2 separate regions of the Sus scrofa genome follow, and region 2 is linked to region 1. A link is a contact called in public HiChIP or PLAC-seq data. All regions are on one chromosome and are shown on one strand. Each heading gives the region's core, a stretch centred on a gene start, on an enhancer-like site or on the middle of the called end of the contact. The rest is flanking DNA. Distances are from core to core; before and after follow the strand shown.

Region 1 (3,438 bases), core at 339-2,838:
ATTAACAGTGAGGAGTAAAGAGCGATCATTATACTTGCTGCCAAATTTCTAGGAAATTGACTAAGCACCTGATTCCATAACCATTAGCTGTGAAGAAGGAAAATGGAGCAGCAAAACATAAAGCTGCATATAACATGATAGCCATGAAAGAAGAGCCAAAGAGAAGACTAGCGATGAATTACAGCAAGCCTGTCTCACTGTATCTGGTTGAGTAAGTGCTGGAATGGGAAATCCCATATCAAGTTCCATGTTCCACTGGGTTGTGTCACATAGAGTGCCAGGAGCACTTACAGACTTAAGAAAATTTCCACTGGCTTTCTTTTCATTCCACAACGGAAGGGAAAGAAGATACTGTCAGAAAGTGCCTGGGCAGCTCTGAGTTTGTGTGAGGATATAAGAGGTTCATTAGGCTATTTATTACTGTGTGAACCTCCCACCAAGACCAATTTCACAGGTGGTATTCCTAAAACCAAGCAAGCACTGAGGCTGGCTGACATTCCAAGCTCACTCCTCATTCAAGTAGCTACTACAACCTTCAGCATTGTCTGCAGACCACAGTTAGATTTTGTAATACCCAGAGATTACCAAGCTATTTGCACAACTTCTAATTTTCAACATTTTTCCACTTCCCTCCCCAAATTTAAATAGGTCATTGCTATTTTTATTCCTCCTCGAGTTTATTTGGTTCTGAAAACTGGTGCTTAAAATCATTTCCTCATTAATGGGAAAGAAAATTAAAAAAAAAAAGAAGGGACTCTCAGATGAATATTTCATAGTCAGATTCCATCCAGTAGAGTTATAAGAGGTCCACAAGGCAGGGCACTTTTAAGCATCATTTGAAGGATCCAGAGATGCATGATTTATGTCTGTGATCTATGAATCACAGCCATGCCCTGGCAGAGACATCAAGATGACACTTTTAGTGGGGTGTTCCAGGAAAGCCCTGAACAAATAGGAGAAGGACTATCTGTCTGAAGTTCACAGCTGAGAGAGTAATGGAAGGGACATTCAGAGGTCAGACAAAGGAGGTGACCAGGGAAATTCAGTGGATTATATAGGTCCTCACTGTTAGAGCCTCCCCATCCATCACCTCTTTACCTTTGGTTTTTGGCCACTTATCTAACACAGCCTGGCTTGTCAACAGCTAGTGGAGGTTACCCCAAGGACACACAGAGACACTGATGCGTGGAAGTCATGGCAGCAGCAAACCCAGGTTAGGTTTCAGTCAAGCCATTTAAGTCTCAATGGAAAGATTTTTTTTTCCCCTTCTGCTCAATAACACATTCATACCAACTGAACAGGAAGCAGACAAGTTCAGTACAAGTTCAGCTTCCACCCCACCTCTTCCCTGTGCCTGGGTTTAAGACAGGCTGCAGGACCTAAACTTAGTTTCACATTACACCCACACATACTTTGGCTCCATTGTAAAGGGAGGTCAGCAGACAGCCTATAAAACATGAAACACAAATCAGAGTTCTTATGGATGCATTTCCAGGAGATATAATCACTGGCACATTCTACCTCTCGGGATTGTAATCTTTGGCTCACCTCCCCTGCCTGCTCCAGATGGCCTGTGGGTGGGGAGTGCAGGACCAGGCCCTTCTAGATCACATCCTTCATGCGCATCACGCTCTCAATGACAAAGAGTCTGAGGTGACAGCACGACAGCAAAAGCAGATGGGAGTCATAGTTTTAGTCATTTCCCATATTTCTCCATTTTTTTTCACAAGCCAAGAAGACTGCTGATGGTATTTGACAGCAGATGTCAGTGACCCGCAGGGATGACAGTCCAGCAGTAGTGATGGAGCAGGGGTGAGCCAGGCCAGCTGGACTTGATGAATGTCAGATTAGAGCAATAGTCAAGTCACACACATGGTAAATAGACATGGCATTCAAGTATAAGGAAGGCTGTAGATATGTATGTATATGTGATGAGACCACACCAGCATTCCAGGGGATCTTAACACAGAAAATGATTTCTATGGCCAAGTATAGTTGAGAAAAACTGCGTTAAACAAAGACTGATTTCTTAGTGCAGGATTTCTCAGGACTTTAGGATGCTATTGTGTATGAACAGATCTTCAAGAAGCAATTTTCCCGTCAAATTCTTCTTTTAATGAGAGTTTATTAACATTTCATGGGACAGGTACTCCATTTGATAAATGCTGGGCTGGATAATTACTATACTGCATAGTTTCTATTCAATGTGAGGCTTTAAGAAAATAATTATTGACATTTCTCTCCATTCATTATTTTAGGTTCTACTATTTAAGCGGCTAATGGTAGTGCTAAGAAACAAAATAGGTGACATTAGAAAAACTGATCTAAAAAATGGGAAATGATACAAAGCAACTAAACTTTGAGCTGATAAAGGACCAATAAACCATCATCCTAAATACCCAGTGCTTCCAAAGATAGAAAATAATTTCTGGAAAATACTGAACATGGTTGAGTAAAGATTTGTGATGTAAAAAAACCTGGGGAAAGAGTTCCCTGGTGGCTCAGGATGTTAAGGATCCGGTGTCGTCACTGTTCTGGTTCAGGCAAAAAGGAAAAAAAAAAAAAAAATCTGGGGAAAAACAGCCAAAGAGATGAATTTATACGTAGCTTCAGAAAAATTACATTGTTGATAAAACGGTATAAATGACAATGTGATTGTTATACTATTCCATTAATAACTACTCGTTAGCTCAAGTATCAAGATGCTCACTTCCTTTAAAAGCCACTGATGTCTCATTTCAAATACCAGTAGATACAGTATTTGGGCTTATTTTTTTAATATGGGAAACAGACTACCCTCAAGATTAAAAAAAGAAGACTGTGAACATGCTGTGTAATGTACTTTAGAAAACCTGAAATTCTACAAAAGGAAATATGAATAAAAAAACAAACTTTGGAGTTCCCATCGTGGCTCAGTGGTTAACGAATCCGACTAGGAACCATGAGGTTGCGGGTTCGATCCCTGCCCTTGCTCAGTGGGTTAACGGTCCAGCGTTGCTGTGAGCTGTGGTGTAGGTTGCAGACGCGGCTTGGATCCGCGTTGCTGTGGCTCTGGCGTAGGCTGGTGGCTACAGCTCCGATTCAACCCCTAGCCTGGGAACCTCCATATGCCACAGGAGCGGCCCAAGAAATAGCAAAAAAAAAAAAAAAAAAAAAAACAAACTTTAAATGATATTAAATTGTTCTCTTGCAAAGAAATGGAAAATCTTTTAATCCTCTTAGCAAAGAAATACTTTCAGAAGTGTAGACTTAAATTCTTCTTTTTTTTTTTTTGTCTTTTCTAGGGCCGCTCCCAAGGCATATGGAGGTTCCCAGGCTAGGGGTCCAATCGGAGCTGTAGCCATCGGCCTACGCCAGAGCCACAGCAGAGTGGGACCCGAGCCGCATCTGCAGCCTAAACCACAGCTCACAGCAACGCCAGATCCTTAGCCCACAGAG
Region 2 (3,438 bases), core at 420-2,919, 440 kb before region 1:
TGATGATACTTACTTTAATGAAATCGTGCATTTTAATAATAAAAAAATAGAAGCTGGATCAATTATTCAAAGATTAGAATGTGACTTGGACTCCCCATTGATTATTATTATTATTATTTTTTGTCTTTTTGCCTTTTCTAGGGCCGCTCCCGAGGCATATGGGGGTTCCCAGACTTGGGGTCGAATCGGAGCTGTTGCCACCGGCCTGCACCAGAGCCACAGCAATGCGGGATCCGAGCTGCATCTGCGACCTACACCACAGGTCATGGCAACGCCAGATCCTTAACCCACTGAGCAAGGCCAAAGATCGAACCCGCAACCTCATGTCTCCTAGTTGGATTTGTTAACCACTGCGCCATGATGGGAACACCTGATTATCTTTTTTGAGTTAAGGAAAGTAAATTGTATAAAGCCAAACTCAAGGAAGCATGGATATTAAGGTGATTTATGAGGACACTGAAGACATAAATCAGATATAATTATCTGATTTTCAAAAATGAATCATATGCACCTCCTCAAATCGTCTCATAATTCTTTGATGACGCGCAGTGGCAAAATGCTTATGTCAAACTGAAAAGTGGACGGGAAAAGATAAATGGTAGGTCCAAGTGACAATCTGAGTTGCCAAATATTCTTCCTGAGGATTTCACTCATGGACTGTATGCTTTTTCCAGAAGGTGCTGGAGGAATGAAAAGCATCCAAGTCTTGGAAATTTAGCAACTTGTATTACAAAAGTTCTGCTTTAGTACCCACGGATGATCAGATGAAAGATTTAGGGCTTTCTGAATCCTCTTCCAAACATGTGGTTTGGGTGCCTGTAGCTCAGGCCCTGAACAAAAACAGGTAAGAAATCCTACAGCCCTGAGGTCTGTCCCAGCCTCTTACCTCTCAGCCCTTCCTATTCCTCCTTCTCATCTTTATTTTTCTTTAGCACGTTTCCCATCTACTACAGCGTGCTTTACTTTTTAAATGTTGTAGTGAAATTTACATAACATAAAATTTACCATCTTAAACATCTCTAAGTGTGCAGTTCAGTTCTTCACATTGTTGTGCCATCACCACCACCCATCTCCAGACCAATCTTTAAATGTTGTAGTGAAATTTACATAACATAAAATTTACCATTTTAAACATCTCTAAGTGTGCAGTTCCGTTCTTCACATTGTTGTGCCATCACCACCACCCATCTCCAGACCAGTCTTTCAAAACTGAAAATCTGTACCCCATTAAAAAGTACCTCTTCATCCCTGACAGCCCCTCCCCCCAGCCTCTGGCACCCACCATTGGTACTCTCTGTCCCTGTGAATTTGACTACTCTAGATACCTTATACTACAGCAATCACACAGTAGTGTTCTTCTGTGACTGGAATATTTCACTTTCCAAACTTTGTTTATCGACTAGTTCCCTTCATGAGCCTGTAAGCATCTAGGTCAGGAATTACTTTCTATATAACCTCTGCCTTATTTCCAGGGCCTGGAAAATCCCAGGAACCTAGCAGATTCAGAATAAATGTTGGTATGAATGAATGGCCCAGGAAGGCATGCTGCTAAAATGTGGTGAGAATCACTCAGAGTTGAACAGAGAATAACTAAACACATCTATGGGTTGGGCACAGCGGATATAACAGGAATAAAGCCACTGGGCTCATTTTAAAGAGCTTATGTGTGTGTTAAGGGTCAAACGGTGAAACGATTGTTGAATCATAGTGAAATCAACCCATAACTGAGGGAAGTTCACTGCTAACGAAACAGACAGGAAGTTCTCCCAATCTGGGAGGATCAGGGAAGGCACTTTTAAGGGCTACCTTTCAATCCTGCCCTGAGGAATGAGAGTGTGTGTTGGCCAGGTCAAGAGTGAAGAGTTCAAGGTCAGAAGAACAGACTAAGGAAGGGGAATGACTACAGGGCCTCTTGACTTTTTGAGCCTAGATCCCTTCTGGCAATCTGGCAAAGTCTAGAAATCCCTTCCTAGAATAAATTGTTAATGAATTAAGTAAAATACATAGGATTACAAAGGTATAAATTATATTAAACTACAATTAACAAAATTAAAAAAATATTTAGGGGAGTTACCGTCATGGCTCAGTGGTTAACGAATCCGACTAGGAACCATGAGGTTGGGGGTTTGATCCCTGGCCTTGTTCAGTGGGTTAAGGATCCAGTGTTGCTGTGAGCTGTGGTGTAGGTTGCAGATGCGGCTCAGATCCCATGTTGCTGTGGCTCTGGCGTAGGCCGGTGACTACAGCTCCGATTTGACCCCTAGCCTGGGAACCTCCATATGCTGCAGGAGCAGCCCAAGAAATGGCAAAAAGACCAAAAAAAAAAAAAAAAAAAAAAATGTTGTCCTTAAGATTATTTTATGCTTCTGCTTAGTAAACCATTTTTTAAAAAATGTCCAGGTTCCCATTGTGGCTTACAGAGTTAAGAACCCCACTAGTATCCATGAGGATGCAGGTTCTATCCCTGGCCTTGCTCAGTGGGTTAAGGATCCCGGGTTGCTGTGAGCTGTGGTGTAGGTCGCAGACATGGCTCAGATCTTGAGTTGCTGTGACTGTGACTGTGGCATAGGCCGGCAGCTGCGGCTCTGATTTGACCCCTATCCCGGGACTTCCATGTGTTGCAGGTGTGGCTCTAAAAAGACGGAAAAAAAAAAAAAAAAAGATTTACAATATAGAAAAAAGATTTCCAGTTTGTTAATACTCAGTGTTTGGCTCTGTCTGTTTGTTCTAGTTTCAAAGAAAGAATTAGGCCATTTCCTCTGACAGGCTTTAGGAGCCTCTGGTAGTTTTCCAGTTCCTATGGCTTTTTTTTGCCCCGTGGTAGGTGGGGAGGAATAATGTAATTTAAGCTAAAGCACATTAGCATCAGCTGTTCCCAAGAATATCCAAATACCTCACTTCTTCACAAAACAAAATGCTTCTTGAATTCAAATAGAGAAAGTAAATCAAGAAAAGTAGAAAAACAAACAATAACAGTAGATATCTGAGAGGCTAAAAGAGTTTATGGCCACAAAGAAGGATCCCAATTCTAATCCCAAGTTTGCCATTTCTCTTTAAGACTCCAGGGAAGTTCTTTCCTCTTTCACTGGCTTTTTCCCTGCCACAAAAGCCTCACTACCATAATCTGACTAAGTGCTGTGATTTCTTCATGGGACAGCCAAGGAGATGAAAGGCAGGAAAGAGTAGATTTGGAGGTGAGAGAAAAAAGGCTTTATTAAGGAGTCCAGGAGCTCCAACTGAGGCTCAGCAGGTTAAGAACCTGGCTAGTATCTACAAGGATGTGGGTTCGATCCCTGGCCTCGCTTAGTGGGTTAAGGATCTGACATTGCCCCAAGCCATGGCATAGATTGCAGATTTGGCTTGGATCTGGCATTGCTGTGGCTGTGGCTTAGGCTGGTGGCTACAGCTCCAATTTGACCCCCTGGCCTGGGAACCTTC

Evidence for each region. HiChIP or PLAC-seq counts read pairs in DNA pulled down with a chosen protein or histone mark.
Region 2: an H3K27ac HiChIP or PLAC-seq map of alveolar macrophages shows a contact between it and region 1. The contact joins two enhancer-like sites. A contact is called at or near these places in 1 of 47 Hi-C or Micro-C datasets (embryonic fibroblasts) and 1 of 2 datasets of contacts at active chromatin or transcription factors (alveolar macrophages).

What each region holds. Positions count from the first base shown.
Region 1 is chr1:29,205,356-29,208,793 of Sscrofa11.1, reverse strand. No RefSeq gene overlaps it. Among named protein-coding and RNA genes, the nearest start is that of ALDH8A1, 150 kb to the right of the region's middle. Within about 2 kb of position 1,588, at least 18 of the 83 cell types and tissues checked have an H3K27ac peak or open chromatin away from gene starts, as enhancers often do. A contact at or near this core is called in alveolar macrophages, where this site is marked.
Region 2 is chr1:29,643,097-29,646,534 of Sscrofa11.1, reverse strand. It overlaps a transcript of SGK1 not described here. Among named protein-coding and RNA genes, the nearest start is that of SGK1, 100 kb to the left of the region's middle. Within about 2 kb of position 1,669, at least 2 of the 83 cell types and tissues checked have an H3K27ac peak or open chromatin away from gene starts, as enhancers often do. A contact at or near this core is called in alveolar macrophages, where this site is marked.